3 separate regions of the Mus musculus genome follow, and all the other regions are linked to region 3. Evidence: chromatin contacts called from public HiChIP or PLAC-seq and promoter capture Hi-C data. All regions are on one chromosome and are shown on one strand. Each heading gives the region's core, a stretch centred on a gene start, on an enhancer-like site or on the middle of the called end of the contact. The rest is flanking DNA. Distances are from core to core; before and after follow the strand shown.

Region 1 (2,956 bases), core at 385-2,884, 470 kb after region 3:
ATCCACGGAGAACAACGTGGGAGCACATGCCTGAAATCCCAACACTTGGGTATGAAGGACGGAAGGAAGGGCAGTAACTCAAGATCAGCCTCCAGTGCATACTGAGTTCAAAGCCAGTATGAGCTCTAAGACTCTGTCTCAAAAACCAAACCAAACCAGCTCACTTTGTCAGTAATTCTGATTTCTGAAGTAAAGAACATTAAAAAAAAAAAAAAAAAAAAAAAACCAGGAGGAAGGACTTGGATGCAGTCCATAGAGTCCTTTTCTAGTAAACTTGTGGCCAAGCACTCACTACACAGAAGAAAAACAAAAACAAAACAAACAAAAGCAGGAGGAAAATTAACTCAGGTGTGGTAGAGTATTTCCAGATACACAGGCAGGAGGATAATGGGTTCAAAGCCAGCTTGGGCTACACAATGAGTTCTAAATGAGCCTTGGAAACATGGTAAAACCTGGATTCAAAATACAACCCAACAAACTCTGAATGTGAAGAATGCTTTTCAAAAAGATCCTGTGCTCTCATTTCCAACCATCCCTGATCTCTGATACTGCTCCACTCTTACCTGTCCAGTCTCCCTTGTGATATGGGTAATTTTTAAGGCACATCATAACTTCAGCCAACTTACACAATCCCCAAATATCAATCAATACTGACCACTGCCCCCAAAGCCCTTCTTGTGGATGACAAGTTTGTAGACCTTTGTGGTTCTCATTTTGTCTTGTGATTTCTTCAGCTGTTCCAATCTTGGAGCAGGGAAGTCATCTTGCTTTCCTGCTACTGAAACACAAATAAAAACATCGAGGATGTCAGGCTTCCTAAATTTGCTCTTTAATTTTAGACCTTGAAGGTACTGGTGGTTGTTCGGCTGAAAGGCGTGCCAACCCTTGCATTATATCGCTCCTCCAATTACCAAGAGAGACAAACAAATAGAAGTGTGCTTTAAAAATTAAAGGGAACTTGGGCTCAGATCTCGTCCATCCTCTAAAGCTATTTTCTCTACCGCATACCTAAAAGGGAGGCTTGTGGTGAGAGGGGCACTACCTTGTTTTTGTCTGCATCAGGAACACCAAAATAGTACAGGGATATTCGAAGAGGTTAGTCCATCACATAAGTAGAGGAACGTCAAAACAAGGGATTCGCCCAAGGTCACTCGAACTGTTATGCACTCCCATGACTCGCGGTCCACTAACAATGTCCTGGGGAAAAGAGAACTGAGGAAGGCTGCGGTTTCCTTGCCGACCCCTCTACTGGTACCAACTCTCAGCGGACCGTCCTGCCTCCATTTCACCGCTGCGGTCCGGGAAGCTTGGTGAGAGAAAGACTGGTCCAAGGTCACACGGGGAACTGCAAGAAGAGTCGGGCCTCGAACCTGGCTCAGGGACCCTTCCTTCAAGCCCCTCAAGTCTCAGCCCGAGGTTGGCGCTCGACTCCCCCCCCCAACCCCCCCACTTCCAGAGCCCCTGCGCGCCTCAGGCCCGGCCCGAGGCCAGATTCCGGACAGATCTCCCCAGGACCTCCTCAGGATATCCCACCTGAGCCCCCACAGTTCGCGCAGCTTCCGCACCAGGGCTCTAGGAACCAGACAGACAGCACCACCGAAGAGCGCTCACCTGAGCCCGCGCCGCTCCCGAGGCTCCGCCCCGAGTCCCCGCCCCTCGCCAGTCCCTGCTCAGCCGGCTTGGCCGCTCTAGCCCAGCCTCCGCCTCGTCTCGGTGGCCGCGCCACTTCCTCCTCCGGGGCTGCGGGGAGGTGGGGGGGGCGGGGCGGGGGGGAGGCTGGGGGCGTGGCGTTGAGTCCGACTTCAAACCGAGTTCCCGTTGGCGTTTCCCGCCACCGTCTACAGGGCTGCCCGCTTTGCATGGAAAATTTGAAAATAGAGCCACAGCCAAGACCTTCGTTTCAGAAGAGCGAAGTGATTTCGTAATAGGAGAAACTCGAGAGAGTCGACTCTTACCTCGCGGAGCTGTTTCCATGTGTTTGACGAAGTTAATAACTAAACCTGGTCCAGAGGGCTATTGAGAAGTGCAAAAGTCTCTGCGGGTGGTGGCTCCCCCTCCTAATCCAGGTTCTGTAGAGACAAGAGTGCTGAACATTCCCTAGAGTTCTTGGGCTATGTAGCAAGAAAACGGGGGTGTGTATAATTCATGAGCGAGTTACTAACTTATTGAAAACTGTTAAATATAATTAAGAAGTACAAGTTAATGATAAGTACAAATGTAACATGTACAGAGACAAGCTTGGAAGGAGAAACCAATTTACATTACCCATTATATACTCTTTTGTTGTCAAAATTAAACCTAATGTACATAAGTCAAAACAAGTGTACAGTAAACTTAAAGTTTGTTTGATTAAAAAAAATATTCAAAACATTGAATGCCCGAGTACAATGGGTTAAATCTACAATAGGCTCGCATGGCAGAAGGCCCAGTAGTTTCCTTAGATGGGGCATAAATCATCCAACCAGAGTAAATTGCGTGGTGGCACACGCCTTTAATCCCAGCACTCAGGAGGCAGAGGCAGGCGGATTTCTGAGTTCGAGGACAGCCTGGTCTACAAAGTGAGTTCCAGAACAGCCAGGGCTACACAGAGAAACCCTATCTCAGAAAACCAAAAAAAAAAAAAAAAAAAAAAAAAACCAAAAAAACAAAAACAAAACAAAACTGTAAGTTGTGTGTTAGCCTCATTACAGAGTAAGGATTCATGGGAAGAAGAACCTGCTAGAAGGCCTGACCTGTTCCCACCTTGTAGGCCAAAACAAACAAACAAAGCCAAAAACCTCCTTATCTAAAGATGAATTATTCCTCATGTCTCAAAAAATGGAGGTGGGAAAGGTAGATTCTCTTGTCCATTGGAGGATCTCAGAGTCTGCACCACATCCTAAATGACTTAAAGAGCAGAGACAAATAGCAAGATGCTATCTATACACAGGGGAATCTGTCCTGTGAGTGCTATGAG
Region 2 (2,908 bases), core at 71-2,570, 320 kb before region 3:
TGACAGAGTACTTTCCCAAGTTCCTCACGAGGGTTGCATATGCTTTAGAGGGTCCACAATGCTTTTGTTGTCTTGTCCTGCTTCTCTAGTCCAGGGGAGACCAAAAGCTCATACTCCTAACCCTAGGAAAGGGTTTTAGGGAGCCAAGGACCAGAGAGCCACAGGACTATCCAGAAAGAAACCCATCAGGGGTGTAGCACAGGGTTAGCCAAGCCCCTGTGGGGTGCTTGGATCAGGAGAGGATACCTCAGTGGTTAAGGTTCTGATGGACGCACATATACATAGATGTACTCACTTATCTATGGTACAGATGGGTGGGGAAGAGGTTGCTCTTTACTCTCCATCTCTGACACAAAGTGTAGCTGCTAGAGGGATGACCTCTCCTTCAACTTGTCCTGAAGCACTTACATTTAGTTGTTGAAAGCAGTAGTAGCAGACCAAGCTAGCCCCTTATCCAGCCAACACTGCACCTAACCCCAGGGATTTGCTACCAGAGCAAACTCAGTTCTGCCTGTCCCTGAAGTATGACCAGGAGACAGCCAGTTTCAAGGGCTGTCTGCCTAGCAGAGGCCAAGTGGTTTGAAGTTATTTTTAACCACAGAAGAGTTAATTTTATACAAATAAATGTAAATGTAGTTAAATGATACAGTATTTAATAAAGTGTTCCTTTTCAAGTGATGTACTTCATTTTGTTTAACCTGGTAGTAAAACCAAACTTTTGCAGTATTTTACATAGTGGCTGCAGGATGTTGGGAAAGTCAGATGAATATAGTCACAGATCAGAAAGTCGTATAAGAAACCAGTGTCAGTGCTTGGTACGTTCAGAAGGACAAGCCCTTAGATGGCTCCACATAGTTACCACCATCCCACCCTCTCACGCTGCTCTGGGCCAGATCCACTCTTAAGGGAAGGGTCATGATTGCCCACATAGGACAGGTGGGATCTGCAGGGGCCTGGCCTGCGTGCTGGAGACTCAAGCACCAGAGGCAGGGCAGATGGCCTTGCGGGGAAAAAGAGGCCACTAAGTTATTTGGCTGTTAATGGATGGCTTGTACGGTTTTAAAGCTATGGGTATAAGCTAGAGGCGGGCTCTCCCGCCTTACTGTGGCGGTGGGTAGGAGGGGCCGGTCGGGATCTTGGACTGCATCTCGGTGGGCCGGCCCTCGCCGTGGCCACACCTCCTGACTTTGAGAGGCAGTGGCGCGCACTGCCCAATCTCCCGCCAATATCCCTCGGGCCCGCGAAGGGGCAACCAATCAGAGGCCCAGCTGCTACAGCGCCAGCCTCCTGGAAGGCCGTGGGGGCTGGGGGAGGTCGCCAGTTCCTTTCCGCCTTAGTCGGGCTGTTCCATTTCTCCCGCCCTTCGGACGGCCGCATTAGGCGTTGTAGTTTAGCGACTGCCCGCAATCCCAAGGCTTGGGTTGGAGCCGGGTCCGTCAGGCGGGCGCGCAGAGCTGAGAGGGACTCCCCTGCAGGTGCGCGTCTCATGGTTTCGCCCTTCGCCGCGCGCGCGCGGGAGTTACCGAGGGGCGGGGCCGCTGCGCACTTAAGGGCGGTTGGGCAAGGCGAGCTCAGACCTCGTCAGTGCTGTTGCCGAGTGAAGTGCTTGCCGCCGAGCTGCCCTTCAGACTTCTGCCGCCATGGCCTGCAGACCTAGAAGCCCACCCGGTTATGGGAGTCGCCGCGACGGTGGTGCGAGGTAAGCGGGTCATGCGGTCTACGAGTCCTCGACTTCTCGCCGTCTGTAAGCTAAGGGTTCCCTGAACCATCGGTGCTTGGGGGCCCCGCCCACTGACCGCAGTCTGTGTCCTCAGCCCGCGGTCCCCTGCGAGATGGAGTCTCGGACGGAAGCGCAGAGCGGACGGAAGGGACCGGAAGCCCGAGGACTCCGAGGAAGGCGAGCTCCAGACTGCGGACCACCGACCTGAAAGGTGGGTCCCGACTCCTTGGAAACGGGTTGGTCACTCGGGGGGTTTGGAGACGGGCCAAGGGGACCCTCATCCCGTGGCACTCGGGTTTTCGAAGCTGGTGGAGTAGATTAGCTTACTCTGGAGATTCTCTTCAGTTTTGCTCAGTGTTAGAAGCATCTTACCAGCGACTGATAGGTGGCAGCAAAACTGGTTTTATCCGGAGTGGGTCAGCCTTTATATTTTTCACTCATAATGTCAGTAATGTCAAGGACTACTACTATGAACATCTTGTTAAAATGTTTCGACCTCCAACCCTCCCCTGCTTCCGGGGCGGGGGTGGGGGGGAGAGAGAGAGTGAGTGTGTGTGTGTGTGTGTGTGTGTGTATGTGTATTGGGGCGAGAAATTAGGTTTTATTACCTGAGTGAAAGCGAGATACAAACCAAAATTGAGTCCTAGATTATTCATACTTGTAGTTGGGTCCTTCCATTTGATAAGCTTTTGCCACGGTGTTTAGATTTTTTTCCCTGAGGCATTGTGCTTAAGTCAGTGAGGTCCCTTGGTAGCCTGATGGAGGCGGGCTAGCAAGTGAAATAGTAATTCAGAGAGACCAGGAGTGCCTTAAGAGTAAGCTGGTGATGTGAACTCTTCAGGGAAGTGCTCTCTTTGGGGACCTTTGTGTAGTGATTGATGAGAAAAGCGATCTCAGAAATTTTGACCATACCTTCTTTTATGGGCTATGGTGTTTGCTAGATGGCTGACTAGAAGGGAGGATAAGATAAGCATGGGGCTGCCAAGCCCAGTGAAGGGAATTAGTGACTTAACTCAGTGACTTCTGAATACACAGGCAATGTTGATTGAGGATAGAAAAGTCAGCCTGATTGAAACCCTTGACCATTTCTGTTGATGCCAGTCATTTCTCATGATAACAGGAGCAAAGGATGGGCAGATCTATTTTGGGAGGAAATCTTGTTAACCTTGGGGAAACTTTCAGGTGAAA
Region 3 (2,706 bases), core at 11-2,510:
ATACAAAACATTGATCAAATATGGCTGCTCACCAACTATAGAAGAAGGCCAGCTGGGCCTTGCTTCTGCCCTCCTGTGAAGACAAACTACTCCAGAGCAGTCAGATGTCACAGGGACAATGACAAGAGATGCCTTCCAGGGAATGCCAAGACTTCCATGTGCAATATAAGCTCGCTCACTTCACCCTCGGGGAGGAAAACAAGTGCTCCCTAGGGCTTACATCAGACAAGGGAACACCAGCAGAAGTCAGGTGCCTCCCATACAATCTGGGTCTCCCTAAGCACAGAAAAAGCGGTCTCGCCTAGAACCTGTAGTCTTCAACCTTAGCTAAACGACCCACCCACCCACCACCAAACAACCACTGGGTCACCAAAGAGATGGATGAGGTGCCAAGAGCTCCAGAAGAAAAGCTGCCCAGACCTCAGCCAAGGAATGTAGAACACGAAGGCTCTGCCGGCCTTCCTTGGAACCAAAGAATTTTTTTCTTCCTCTTAAGGCTTTTCTTCCCAGGTACTTCACCGCAGTCCATCCGGTACCATCAAGCCCTCTAGCAACTGAAGCCTCCCAGTCTTCCGGCGGGGATGAACGTTTGTCCTAAAGGAACGCACTGGCGCAGCGACCACCCAAGGTCACGCCCCGGAAACCAAGGGCAGGAGCTGCGCTGGAGTTCTGGGGACGCCCAGCGAGGCGGGGTGCCACCGGGTCGCCAGTGCTCCCCACTGGCCCCCTAATTAGCACCAGAGGCATGCCCGCCACGCCCCAGGCCGAGCTTCCGGAAGGACGCCCCGGGGCCGCCGCGACCCACCTCCGCGTCCAGGGCCCCTGGTTCTTTAGTGCCCGCCGCCCCGGCCGTGGCCTCGCTGCCCGCACTCGCACGGCCCGCAGCCTCTCGGCTTTGAAGGCTGGGTGGGAGGCAGGGCTCAGGCCCCGCCGCCCGGGCCTCGGAAGCCCTCTGACTCTGTCGCCCCGCACCACCTAGGTCACAGTACACCGAGAGGTCCCCCTTGGCCCCATCGGGAGGCCCCGGCCCGTGCCCATCGCGCTGGAGAGCCGCAGCCCCACCGCCCCCGACCCCGCCCCCGGCCGTGCAGTCCCTCCAGAAGCGACTCCGGCAGCGACCCAGCCCCTGCACCACCACGACCCCTCCCAAGATGCGGTGGCGACCCTAGCCGCGCCTAGAACGCACCTTGAGGGTCGGGTACTCCTGCACCTTCAGGGTCATGGACAGCTGGGCCGCCGACTCCTGCACCGCCATCTTGGGCCGGCCGAGCGGAGGAGGCGGGTACGGGGCACGCCGGATAGTGACGTGCTACGTACGGGAGCAGGCGGAGCGGCTATGAGTCTGCACCAATCGTGTCACCGGGCCGCCCGAGCGGAAGAAGGCCAGAGCCAATCATCTTTCACGGGCTCGACCAATCGCCGGCAGCTCTAGAGAGCGGCTTCCTCATTGAATTGTCCGCTGGCGTAGGCCGCAGATGCGGATTTAGTAGAGCGGGGATCCCGACGCCATGGACGTTCGGAGGGTTGGGGCTGAGACGACTCACGTTGTGGTCGCACCCCCCCCCCACACACACACCTCCGAAGTCGCCTCCCGTAGTGGTCACAGGCCCTGCCTCAGCGCTCGGTGGCCGTTATCTCTGAATGGTCACTTAGGGGTGCGGTTTTTGCCATCCGGGAACTACTTTCCTTCATCTCCATTTTCGCCGATTAACAGCTCTGGCGTCCAAGAGCGGGCTTCCCAATAAAAGATAAAGAATGTTTACAATAGAATAAGACAGGGAGGGGCTATCGAGCAGCTGTGCTTTCCTGCCAGTAATAACATAAGGAACACTTGGGAACTGCATTTGTGAAAAAGCGATGAATCCTTGATTTGGGGTCCAAAAGGCGTCTGAAGGTGTCCAGTCCCTGACCTAAACTTGTAGTCAAGTTGAATTCCTGGAGCAATAGTAATGATCAGTTAACATCTTTCTGATAAACTAAGCAACGTGGATCTTCCAGGGCTCCTGAGTGAAAGCAATTATCTGTGATGTAGGCTTCACCCTACAGCACATGTCACAAGACCTGAGAATCAGTCTGTTCCCTAAGGCAATGAGGACTTCTTTAAACCACCTGAAAAACAGAATTGAAGTAACTATCAACCAGACCACACCTTGACTGAGATTGCTTAATTATCATGCCTTTTACCTACATTCTAATTCTTCTATTTTGAACTCAATTTGGCCATTTGTTGGTAGCCAGACAATAAACTTGAGGGTCACTAAAACCCTTTATCTGAACTGAATGGCTTTTTTTTTTTTTTTTTTTTTTTTTTTTTTTTTTTTTTGGTGAATTGAACCTACCTCACGTTTGCATGATTTCTGCAGAAGCCAGAAGAGAGCGTTAGATCCCCCAGGAACTAGAGTTACAGATTGTTGTGAGACAAGCACATGGGTGCTGAGTACTAAACTTGAGTTCTCTACAAGACCAGCATGTGCTCTTAACCCATGAGCCATCTCTCCAGCCCTCCTCGCCTGCTTTTAAAATTAAAAATGGAATTACATTTCATTCCTTAGGAAATGACTTCTACATTAAGTTGTCTTTTGTATTTTACAGAACTGGATCTTTGTTTTGTTTTTCCTTGAGACTCTATCTTGGAACTCTATGTAGACCAGGCTAGCCTCGAACTCAACAGAGATTCTCTTGTTTCACAGATCTTCTGTGCCCCTT

Evidence for each region. HiChIP or PLAC-seq counts read pairs in DNA pulled down with a chosen protein or histone mark. Capture Hi-C pulls out chosen DNA fragments and counts their contacts.
Region 1: a CTCF HiChIP or PLAC-seq map of the NIH/3T3 cell line shows a contact between it and region 3, with 5 read pairs. The contact joins the promoter of Depdc5 here to the promoter of Maea in region 3. A contact is called at or near these places in 2 of 39 promoter capture datasets (hippocampal neurons and neural stem cells), 1 of 15 datasets of contacts at CTCF or cohesin (the NIH/3T3 cell line), 1 of 484 Hi-C or Micro-C datasets (CD8 T cells), 1 of 115 datasets of contacts at active chromatin or transcription factors (cardiomyocytes) and 1 of 9 other capture datasets (adipose tissue).
Region 2: a contact with region 3 is called in a promoter capture Hi-C map of pancreatic islet. The contact joins the promoter of Slbp here to the promoter of Maea in region 3. A contact is called at or near these places in 2 of 39 promoter capture datasets (hippocampal neurons and liver), 7 of 484 Hi-C or Micro-C datasets (B cells, CD4 T cells, CD8 T cells and 4 more), 6 of 115 datasets of contacts at active chromatin or transcription factors (the SCID.adh cell line, astrocytes, embryonic stem cells and 3 more) and 3 of 9 other capture datasets (adipose tissue, liver and pancreatic islet).

The regions. Positions count from the first base shown.
Region 1 is chr5:32,862,399-32,865,354 of GRCm38.p6, reverse strand. Depdc5 (DEP domain containing 5) reads right to left here and starts at 1,634. Exons shown (of 43, transcript NM_001170567.1): 1 at 1,534-1,634; 2 at 656-778. The coding sequence starts at 713.
Region 2 is chr5:33,650,986-33,653,893 of GRCm38.p6, reverse strand. It overlaps Slbp (stem-loop binding protein), which reads left to right and starts at 1,320. Exons shown (of 8, transcript NM_009193.2): 1 at 1,320-1,699; 2 at 1,815-1,931. The coding sequence starts at 1,641. Tmem129 (transmembrane protein 129) reads left to right here. Exons shown (of 4, transcript NM_026698.3): 4 at 1-678.
Region 3 is chr5:33,334,126-33,336,831 of GRCm38.p6, reverse strand. It overlaps Maea (macrophage erythroblast attacher), which reads right to left and starts at 1,260. Exons shown (of 9, transcript NM_021500.2): 1 at 1,187-1,260. The coding sequence starts at 1,255.